3 separate regions of the Sus scrofa genome follow, and regions 2 and 3 are each linked to region 1. Evidence: chromatin contacts called from public Hi-C and targeted proximity ligation data. All regions are on one chromosome and are shown on one strand. The core of a region is the stretch at or near the end of the contact, and the rest is flanking DNA. Distances in the headings are between cores, read along the strand shown.

Region 1 (3,143 bases), core at 292-2,791:
AGGCCCTTAAAACATATGGATTTGAGGTGACCATGGGATAGTGCTCAGTCTCTTGACAGTACTTGTGTTTGGCTTCTTTACCCTCCTTAGAGTCAGGAGACTTGGACCTGTCCAGGGCACTGTAGTAGCCTATGAAATAAACTGTTTCCTAGTGGAAAGGACACTGGCTAGGAGGTCACTTGACTAGCAGTGCAGCCTTAACTCTGGGGGTCCCTGATGGAGTGGGCTCAGTACTAAGTTAGCTGCTAATTCTAACTGGAAATTTATTCTTTGCTGGCAAAAATACTCATCTTTGCATCTTCTCTCATACCTCAGATGATAATACCCTGTATAAAGCAGACTGCAGGCAATATTAAATAGATGCCTTATAGGGAGATTATGACAGGAAATCCATCATCAAACAGGGCTTACAACTTGGTGCTTAGGTTGGACCAGGGGCATCGAACCAGGATGCAGGGAGTTAGGAGGTCCAGGAGGAGCCCCAAATCCCTTTCTATTAATACAAAAACAGATGAATAAAGAAATGGCCCAACAACCCCCCTTCTAGAATGGTACCCTGTAAGCTTTGATGACATCAATGCTTTTGTAGTGGTCATTCAGGATGAAGGGCTGTGAGAAGACCTGTCCAAGACAGCGGTTTGGACACCTGGACACATGTCTTTACCAGAGAAAAGGAGAATCTAATGCAGCTGGCGATAATGGTAAACACCCAAAAGAATAGGGACTGTTTCACAGAAGTCTCCAAAGGGTGGCTTTCCTTTTAAAAGCGACCTGAACTTTCTATAAGATGTCACTGGACCCCTTGAAGAAGGTTATCACAGTTCGGAAAGGACCTGCTACAAGTCTTTTTATGATTAGAATGCTTTCTGGTTTGCCCCTGTAAGGGGCTAGGAGCAGGAAGGCAAGGGTATGCACAGTTAAGAAGATAAGAGGAGGGTCTCATAATTAGAAGGAAGCGATGGCAAACGAACCATAGGATGGTCTCTGGATGGGAAACAACATTGGAGACTTGTGCAAGAAAGAACATGAGGAAAAGCAGGGCACCAGCAATAGTGTGGCGGGGAGTGTGGGGGTGGGGGAAGGAGGAACGAAGAAGGGAGGAGGGGGAGCACAGCTGTGGGAGGAGGTGGGAATAAAAGGGAGAGAAGGAAAGGAGTGTGAAAGCAACCTCACGTGCAGTGCACGAGTCAACGATCATGGAGAAGAGCTGTCAAGAGAATTGGGTTACTGAATTAGGAAGGAGGGACTTGGCTCTCCGGAGAATCCTTCTTCGTTTACACAGCCTAGTCCAGAGCTGAGGTGTGGCAATGAGCTTAGGGCGGTGGGAGTGTGAGACTGTCGGGGTGGAACGCTGCCCAAGTTCTCCCCAAAGTGGAAGGCTGGGAAAACCGAGCAGCAGGCAGGCTTGCAAGCAGAGCGGGGGCGGAGCGAGGGCTCCGAGGGGCGGGACGAGGGAGGGCGTGGGGAGGACCAGGAGGAGTAGCTTGAGGGCGGCGCTAGGACCCAACGGCGCCCCGCCGGCTCCCGGGAGGTTGATAAAGCGGCGGCGGCGTTTGACGTCAGTGGGGAGTTAATTTTAAATCGGTACAAGATGGCGGAGGGGGACGAGGCAGCGCGGAGGCAGCAGCCGCACCTGGGGCTGCGGCGCCGGCGGCGGACCAGTGACCCAAACACCGCGGTTAACCACGTCTCGTCCACGACCCTCCTAGGTACGGGCCGGCGCGGTGGAGGCCGCAGGGCCGGGTGGTGAGAGGGCTAGAGCCGCTCGAGCTCGCGGGCACCGGCCGCAGGCGGCGGGGTCGTCGTCCGCGGCTGGCTCAGCTTCCTTCTGCCGCCGCGTCTGGCCGCCGGGCCTAGCCCCCGCCGCGCCCCGGGCTCCAGCAGCGCGCGGCCCGAAAGGGCGGCCCCGTGGCGGCGGCTCCCGCAGCTGTCGAGTGTACTGGCGGCTCGCGCGCCGCTGCGCCCGGCCCGGCCCCCTGTCCGCCGCCCGCCCGCCGCGTGGCTGTGGCTGGGTCCGCCCCGACCTGAGGGGGCGGCCTTGAGCAGGGGCCGCCGACCCGGGGCGCGGGGAGCTAGGCTGCGGCGTGGCTCGGTCCTAAGGCTCTTCGGAAGCTGCTGGACGACCTGTCATTAGGCCGGCACTTAATGCTCTCTGTTCCTCGCGGGGAAAGGGAGGAAGGGTTATCCAGGTCGTGATGGGCCCCGTGGAGGAGGAGGACGCGCAGCGCACTGGGGGAGCGGACACCTCGCTGCCAGGTCGGAAAGCTCTCCAGACGCCCTTCCAGGAGGGAACCGCAGTCCGCAGGCCAAGGCTGTGCTCTGGGGCCCGCGTTCGTGGCCCCTCGGTTCCCGGACCCATTCAAGTGGGTAACGCGTGGCTAGGATGCAAGTTCGGGTTTAATTGTCAAAACTGGGGTTTATGTGCTGTGTGCTAGTACTGAGAACATAGTAAGGCCTGGTTAGACTGAAAGTGTTGGTGGTGCGAAATCACCTGATCCTTCGCTCCCTGGTTTTGCTGAATGTGAACTCTTACTGTACGTGTTCAAGGAGTGCCCCTGCCCCCGAAGACGCATTTGCCTTGGCAGCGGGGTGTTGTGTGTCCCTCTCATAACACCCCTATTTTTAGGAGTTTAGCATTTGATCTTTCACTATGATGTGAATTGAACGCCTGAAATCCTGATTGAGTATTTTGGTGGTACTTAAAGGCATAAAGTTTTTTAAAGACTTGTAAATAGTAAAAGTTTATGGTTAGGTAAGTATGGCAATAGCATAGATAGGAGTTTTTTTTTGTTTTTTTTTAACCTACACTAAATTTGAACTGTGTTGTTCAGACTTCTACAGTCTGTTAAAGGTTTCGTGAGATAAAATGTAAAACATTTTGATAGAAGACTGACTTTAATAGAAAAGCTTACGTGAAATGTATTTCATCATTTATGTTATTAGCCTATGGACATGTTGAATGTATGTCAGAGGTGATGACAATCTAGAGTTTTTGCTAAGGGAAAAAGAACAGGAAATAAGGCTTATTTTATTTCTTGCCAAGCAAAGCATTTGACAGAACTATTTATATAGAAAAAGTACTTCAAGAGAAGAGAGGTATGCCTTAGATCTATTCTGGTTGGAATTCTCAAGTAATTAGAGTT
Region 2 (3,143 bases), core at 364-2,863, 200 kb before region 1:
CTTATTGTTCCGTGTTCTGTCCAGATTTCCTCATGTATAGCCAGCTCTGCAGCTCCCTCCTTGATATTTCTTCTATTTCCATTTTATTGTAATTAAAAAAAATTCGAATTGTTTTTTAGTTCTATTTTGTCAGTGTACACCTGTAGGCGCACACAAATTTGATCATAGCTGTATCGTGTTGTGAAAAAACTTGCAAGTGGATTCCAAAATGACAGGCAGTGTAAATTGTTAAGTACAAAACACTGTAGATTAAAGCACTGTCAACAATAAATAAAAATGGCTTTTTTTTTTTCCCTTAGGAAATAACTTTGGAAAGGAGAGAGAATAGGCTGGGGAGGAAACAATCCACACCATTAGGAAAGGAAGAGCCACATTTTGGGAAGCATCTGACCGCCAAGGATATCAGAAACATTTAAATGACTCGATCCCAGGCAACTCTCCAAGGATTAAGTCACAGAAGGCAGTTAGGTTGCGTTAGATTTGCCAGTTCCTCTCCTGAAAGATAATGGACCTTTATTTCCCAAGGCCCACTCATTCAGCCTTGTTGAGCATGTAACTTGTGCTGGGGACTGTTACAGGAACTGGGTTTGCAAAGATGAGAAAAGCCCAGTTCCTGTCTCCAAGCGCGTCTAGTTTTTAAAACAGAATATCCTAATAGGTAGCTTATAAAGGGCACCGTTTCAAAAGGGGAAAGCGGCAACCAGAAGCTTGAGGAGGCCTCAGGGCTCCACAGAGGAAACAAGCTGTGTGTGGTCCAAAGGACAACTTTGATAGGCTTTCGTGTCTTTTAAAAGATAAATGATAATGTGAAATAAATCGATCGCCCAGAAAGGAAAAGGTTGAGATGAAGGATGAAACTTTATATGGAAGGTTTAAAGCACATTTAGTTGGGGCAGGGACTTGATACAAGACCCCTCGTTATAATTGTCAGGAAAGAAGAGTCCAGAAGACCCACGAGTACTAACTGATCGAACTGACAGTCGCCCGTGTGGAGCGTCTTCTTTAGACCCGCACTTCAGTGCATGTTGACTGTTCTCGAACATCTACCTAGCGGCGGGGAGAGAATCCGTCCACTTGGATGAGATTTTGCACACAACAATGGGAGAAGGCTACTTTCACGGCTCTAAGCCCTTTGCTCGCTTCACCTCCCGGAGCTTTAGGGCTGTGTGAGGTACATCTGTAGGGATTTTCTCTTTTGAAGAGAAGTAATAAAAGCATTTAAATTAGCGGGAGGGCGGTTAACACCCGCAGCCCCGGTCCCACTGCTTGCCTCCTGGCCCGCCGGGGTTCGCCCCGCGCCTCACCTCCGGTTGGCCCAACAGCGCTAACGGCCGCGGTGTAGCAACCGCTCCAGGACGTTGCGCTGCAGGTGCTGCTCGGTCGTCACTCGCAGGCCAGCGGCGAGTTCTGAAGGCGCGGAGTGGGGGGGGGGGGAGGAGGCCTGACAGTGGGCAGCTTTTGACGAACGGCCTTTAGAGCCAATTGGAAGCCTGGTCGACTTTTCCCTCTGCCAATAGAGAGCAAGGCCCGGGCTGGGGGGCGCTTCCCGCGGGGTGCTGCTGGATTTGATCCTCTGCGGCGGCCGCGAAGGCGGGGGTGGAGGCTCGGCCTGGGCGGCAAGGAGCGGATTAGGGGAGGAGGGAAGACCGGAAGCAACGGTCGCGTCCCGATCCTTAGATTCGCTCCCCAGGGCAGGCTTTGGAGACGGAGGAAGAGGGAGAGGCTGAATGTTGGCTCTGTGATAAAGGGGAGCGGCCGCTCCGGAGCCTCCTCCTGGAGCGCCCCCTTCATCCTGCCCGCTCTCTGCACCCACCCGGCTCCAGGGCGCGCGGCCCCCGCGGACGCCCGGCCGCACAGACCTTTTCTGAAGAAGCGCTGCGGGTGGCGAGGACTGGCCGGCGGCGTCCGAGGCCCGCGCCCCGCCGCCACCCCCACACGCCTGCCGGCCGGTCTCTCCGGCCGCCGCCATGTCCTCCTCCTCATCCTCCCCTAGGGAGACGTATGAGGAGGACCGGGAATACGAGAGCCAGGCCAAGCGCCTCAAGACCGAGGAGGGAGAAATCGACTACTCTGCGGAGGAAGGCGAGAATCGCCGGGAAGCGACGCCCCGGAGCGGGGGCGATGGCAGCGGCGGCCGGAGCTTCTCACAGCCGGTAACAAAGCGCGGCGCCGGGTCCTCGGTGCCTGGCGGCTCCCCGGGAAGCAGGGCCCCGCGGCGGGGACTCGGCCCCGAGTCCTTCCGCCCGCCTCATTTTCCCATTTTGCTGCGCTGACCAGGTTGGGAAGCGCCGGCTCTTCTCTTTGCGTCTTTTTTCCTTTGCCCTACCTGTTTCCAGCACCTGGATCGCGAATCTAGGCTCGGCCTGGCCGCAGGCCCCGCCGCGAGTCCGCTGCCGGCCCTGAACTTGGGAAGGGTCGCGGGGCCCGGCGGCTGGGGAGGCGTTGCCGCTTCCGCTCCTGGGAACTCGGGTGCACGATTAGCCCTTTGTTTTAACTCTGCGGGCGAGTGGCCCGCGTCCGACGACCCGCTCCCTTCAGTCCCTTGCTCCAGCATCTGCGCGCCGGTCCCGATCACAGGATGGTGGCGTCGGTTCCGCCCGGGGCTCTCTTCGCCTGGGTTTTGAGGAGAACCGTAGCTAAGTGACAGATTACGCTCCGGCGTTCACACTGCCCCCCCCCCCCCTCCGCGTCTTCCAAGGATTTAATTAGAAAATTTTTATTCTTGGCTGGCCTGGCGCACATATTTTGCTCCCCAGTTTCATGATTATTGCTCAGTACAGTTTTTAGCTCTTCGGTGAGAAAATATGTTGGTAGGTGTTCGCACACCACTACTTCCAAGTAAAATGAATCTTAAAATCACCTCAGTTCTTCACGGGCAGTTTGTTCCAAATCGCTCCACGAAAAGCGGAACTGAATTCAGGACTGCATCAAACACACGTTCCTAGATTCTTATTTCTCTCATCAGAAAGATTAGCTGGAGGCAGAAGGAATGTGAAAATCGTTTTATTCACAGCAAGTGGTAACTCAGCTTCCGTTGGATGGAGATTTTAAGGGAACAAAGCAAACATTTTTGTTCTTTTTGGTGCACTTAAGCTGTCTTGATGATTAGATGTTCTTTTAACAGTTGAAACATTTTAATTGTG
Region 3 (3,143 bases), core at 256-2,755, 140 kb before region 1:
CCAAAATTTTCGTTACTGGTTTAATATTCAGTTCCAATTTCTGTGTCAAAAGCTGGTGTGGAAAAAATTCTTGTGTTATGGGAAATCTCTGGACTGATGAATACAACAAATTGTGCACTGAGACAATATTAAATAAACGTTAAGCCCTAAAATTACTGTGTAATATTCAAGTATTTACAAATGAAATGATAGGACATTTGGGATTTGCAGCTGACTAGGGGGAAAGGATGTGGGGTATAGATGAAACAGAACAGACCATGTGTTGATATTATTGAAACTAGGTGATAGGTCCATGGGGGTTTATTATACTATTTTCTCTATTGAAAATTTCCATAAAAAAATTAACAAACCCTCCCCCAAGGTATGACTTTCTCTTGTTTGAATGAAAGATGTTTTTAAAAATAAATAATTTGTCAGAGTTCCCATTGTGGCTCAGTGGTTAATGAATCCGACTATGAACCAAGATGTTGCAGGTTTGATCCCTGGCCTTTCTCAGTGGGTTAAGGATCCGGCATTGCCATGAGCTGTGGTGTAGGTCGCAGATGCAGCTCGGATCCCACGTTGCTGTGGCTGTGGTGTAGGCTTGGCAGCTACAGCTCTGATTAGACCCCTAGCCTGGGAACCTCCATATGCTGCAGGTGCGGCCCTAGAAAAGGCAAAAAGACAAAAATAAATAGTTTGTAGAAGTTGCATACTAAAATATAATACATAGCTAACATTATTAGTGCTTACTCTGTGCTTGACATATAACTATGTCACATATTTATGTATTTATACATATAATTATGTATTTTATATAATGTATAGATGTAAATATGTATTTTATATGTATATATGATTTAATCTGTACATATATTACATACATTTAATTCAATTTAATTCCTGTCAACAACCCTATGATGTAAGCTCTATGTAAATTATTGGCATTTGCCGATGAGGCAACAAGGTGAGATGGAGGTTAAATAATGTGCCCAAGGTCGTTAAGCAAATTAGAACCCACGCTCCTTAAACAACACAGCTGCTGTTACCTGTATTCAAGCTGATCTGTACTTTGTGGCCAACAACTTCCCTTATCAGTTTATCGTTTATTTTTAAATTGATTTGGTGGGTGGTGGGTGGGGTGAAAAAATACTGTTACAAGACTGTTCAACAACTCTGTTGAAGCCGCCTATCCCCTGTGGCCCCAGGCGCTGGGCGCTTGGGACAGCTCTGGGTATGCGGTCGCGCGGGTTGGCTCAGGAGGCCAGTTACCCCGGATCCTCCACTCAGACCCCCACCCGGAGCGGCGCGCCAGCCGCCGCGTCGCGCCACCTGGTGGCCATAAGTCCCCGCAAAGCTGCCTCCGCCGAGTGGGGTGCAGGGCCCTTCGAGGGCGGTTGGATCCCACGAGTCTGAGGGTCCGCACAGCCTTCCTGCGAGGACCAAGAAGGGTGTCCAAGTCCTGCAGTTACAAACCGAAGGCAGATGGGCCATCCTTTAACTCTTGTCCGAGCGGAGTAGGCCTCCAGGGGGCGATCTGGGCCCGGGCCAGGGACACTGAGTGAACGCTCCCTCCAGGGATCCTCCTTCCCAGCCGAAGCCAGGGTTCCCCTCAGAATCTCTTCCACCTTCAAGAAGTGGAAATTCAATTAAGAGGGGGTGATTTTGCCTAAGAACTCTTAAAATGAGCTCTTAAAATTTACAAGTACTTAAAATTAATGTGTATATATATGAATATGTACATGCATATTTCTTTGTACTCTCACTTCTTTCCAGGAGGGGTATTAAAGCTGGACTTATATAATTTTTCCCCCCTCACAACAGCCAGCTAGGCTTGTGAAAAGCATGTGTGATGACCTCCAGAGCTGTAACCTATGAAGTAAGCAATGCTGACCAGAGCGTGTGGAAGGGCATCTGGCCGCAGTCTTTCAGACCTCCTGCACAAGTTCTGGGACGCCTCACTTGGCCGACCAGCCCTCCCCCTTGGTGCTGGAGGAAAGTGGCACAACTGGAGAGGCAGAAAAGTATTTTGAGGCCCTGGCAGAGGGCAGGGGTTCAGTCCCCATCAGAGCAGGTGTGTAAGTACCCATTCTCCCTGTCCCATTAGCCTGCCAAGAAGATCAGTGAGACCTGCAGAACTTTCTACCCACACAAAAGAGAATTGCTGGCTGCCTGGACCTGAAGGCAACTCTCTGTGGCACATGGTCCCTTTCCTATGGTCTGTACTGCCATGAAGCTAAGCATGTCCTGAAGGAAGCTCTTTCCTGGGCTCTCTGAAGCTTGCAGGCCATAAGCCATATGCTGCTTGGCACCTCCTGTTATACAAAGCAGGTGCTGCAGAGGGAGAGCAGCCCCTCCAAGGTGGCCCCTCATCCAGACCTGCCTAGAGGTACTGCAGGGAAGGCCCAAGTCTTTGGGGGCCTTTCCTAGCTCAAGACTAGGCAGGTCATCTAGTTTACTTCGTGAACATTGTGTTGTTGTGCTTAAGGGCATCCCTCTTCATGAAAAGGCAGGGTCCTATCTGAAGGGTGAGGTCATTCATTACATCATGCCATTAAGGAAGAGGAATATTTCTCAAATCTGATTCTGAGATCTGAGCAGGGACTACTTGGGTGGGCTGCAGAGCTGGTGATCTCACTTTGCATAGAGATTGAGGGGGCCAAATTCCAGTGAGGCAACCTCTGGGGGCAGGGCTGGAGGATGGTGTAGAAATGAGGGACCCAAGAGGGATTAGTGAAGACTTGTTTCAGCCCCTTTGGGCAAGTGTTTAGGTCTCTCCGATACTGAGTGAATTGGATTAGAGCCTCTGAATTCGGGACAAATTAGCTATGGTGTAGCTGACCCCCATGCTGGCAGTGCCACTTGGTCTTAGCATAGCCAAGAGAAAACTAACAGACAAGGGGAGGCATGGTGTCCATTGTTAGACCAGAGCTGTGACAAACAGCTGTAGCCCCTGGGTACCAGGGCAGTGTTGACTTGGTAATTGAAGTGAGAGCACCCAGAGGTTAGCGATAGAGTCAGGGCTCCTCAGTCATCTCTTCCTCTTTGACTTCATCTGATGCTAGACCTTGCCAAATCAAGGTTTAATTTTACTTAGGGAAATATTTTTTCCTTGTAATCCATGGTTTCAATATGAATCAATCAAGAAACTGGTTAAAAAGGGA

The links. Hi-C and Micro-C count contacts between places; a contact is called where the count stands out from the background.
Region 2: a contact with region 1 is called in a Hi-C map of liver, with 3 times the contacts expected there. A contact is called at or near these places in 4 of 47 Hi-C or Micro-C datasets (heart right ventricle, liver and skeletal muscle) and 1 of 2 datasets of targeted methods (skeletal muscle).
Region 3: a contact with region 1 is called in a targeted proximity ligation map of skeletal muscle. A contact is called at or near these places in 6 of 47 Hi-C or Micro-C datasets (embryonic fibroblasts, epiblast stem cells, omental adipose tissue and 3 more) and 1 of 2 datasets of targeted methods (skeletal muscle).

The regions. Positions count from the first base shown.
Region 1 is chr3:101,955,648-101,958,790 of Sscrofa11.1, forward strand. ATL2 (atlastin-2) reads left to right here and starts at 1,542. Exons shown (of 14, transcript XM_005662612.3): 1 at 1,542-1,709. The coding sequence starts at 1,592.
Region 2 is chr3:101,751,717-101,754,859 of Sscrofa11.1, forward strand. HNRNPLL (heterogeneous nuclear ribonucleoprotein L-like) reads left to right here and starts at 1,614. Exons shown (of 11, transcript XM_021087609.1): 1 at 1,614-2,153. The coding sequence starts at 1,968. It overlaps LOC102164129 (a long non-coding RNA gene), which reads right to left and starts at 1,438. Exons shown (of 6, transcript XR_002342766.1): 1 at 1,305-1,438.
Region 3 is chr3:101,819,601-101,822,743 of Sscrofa11.1, forward strand. It overlaps the pseudogene LOC110260126. Among named protein-coding and RNA genes, the nearest start is that of HNRNPLL, 68 kb to the left of the region's middle.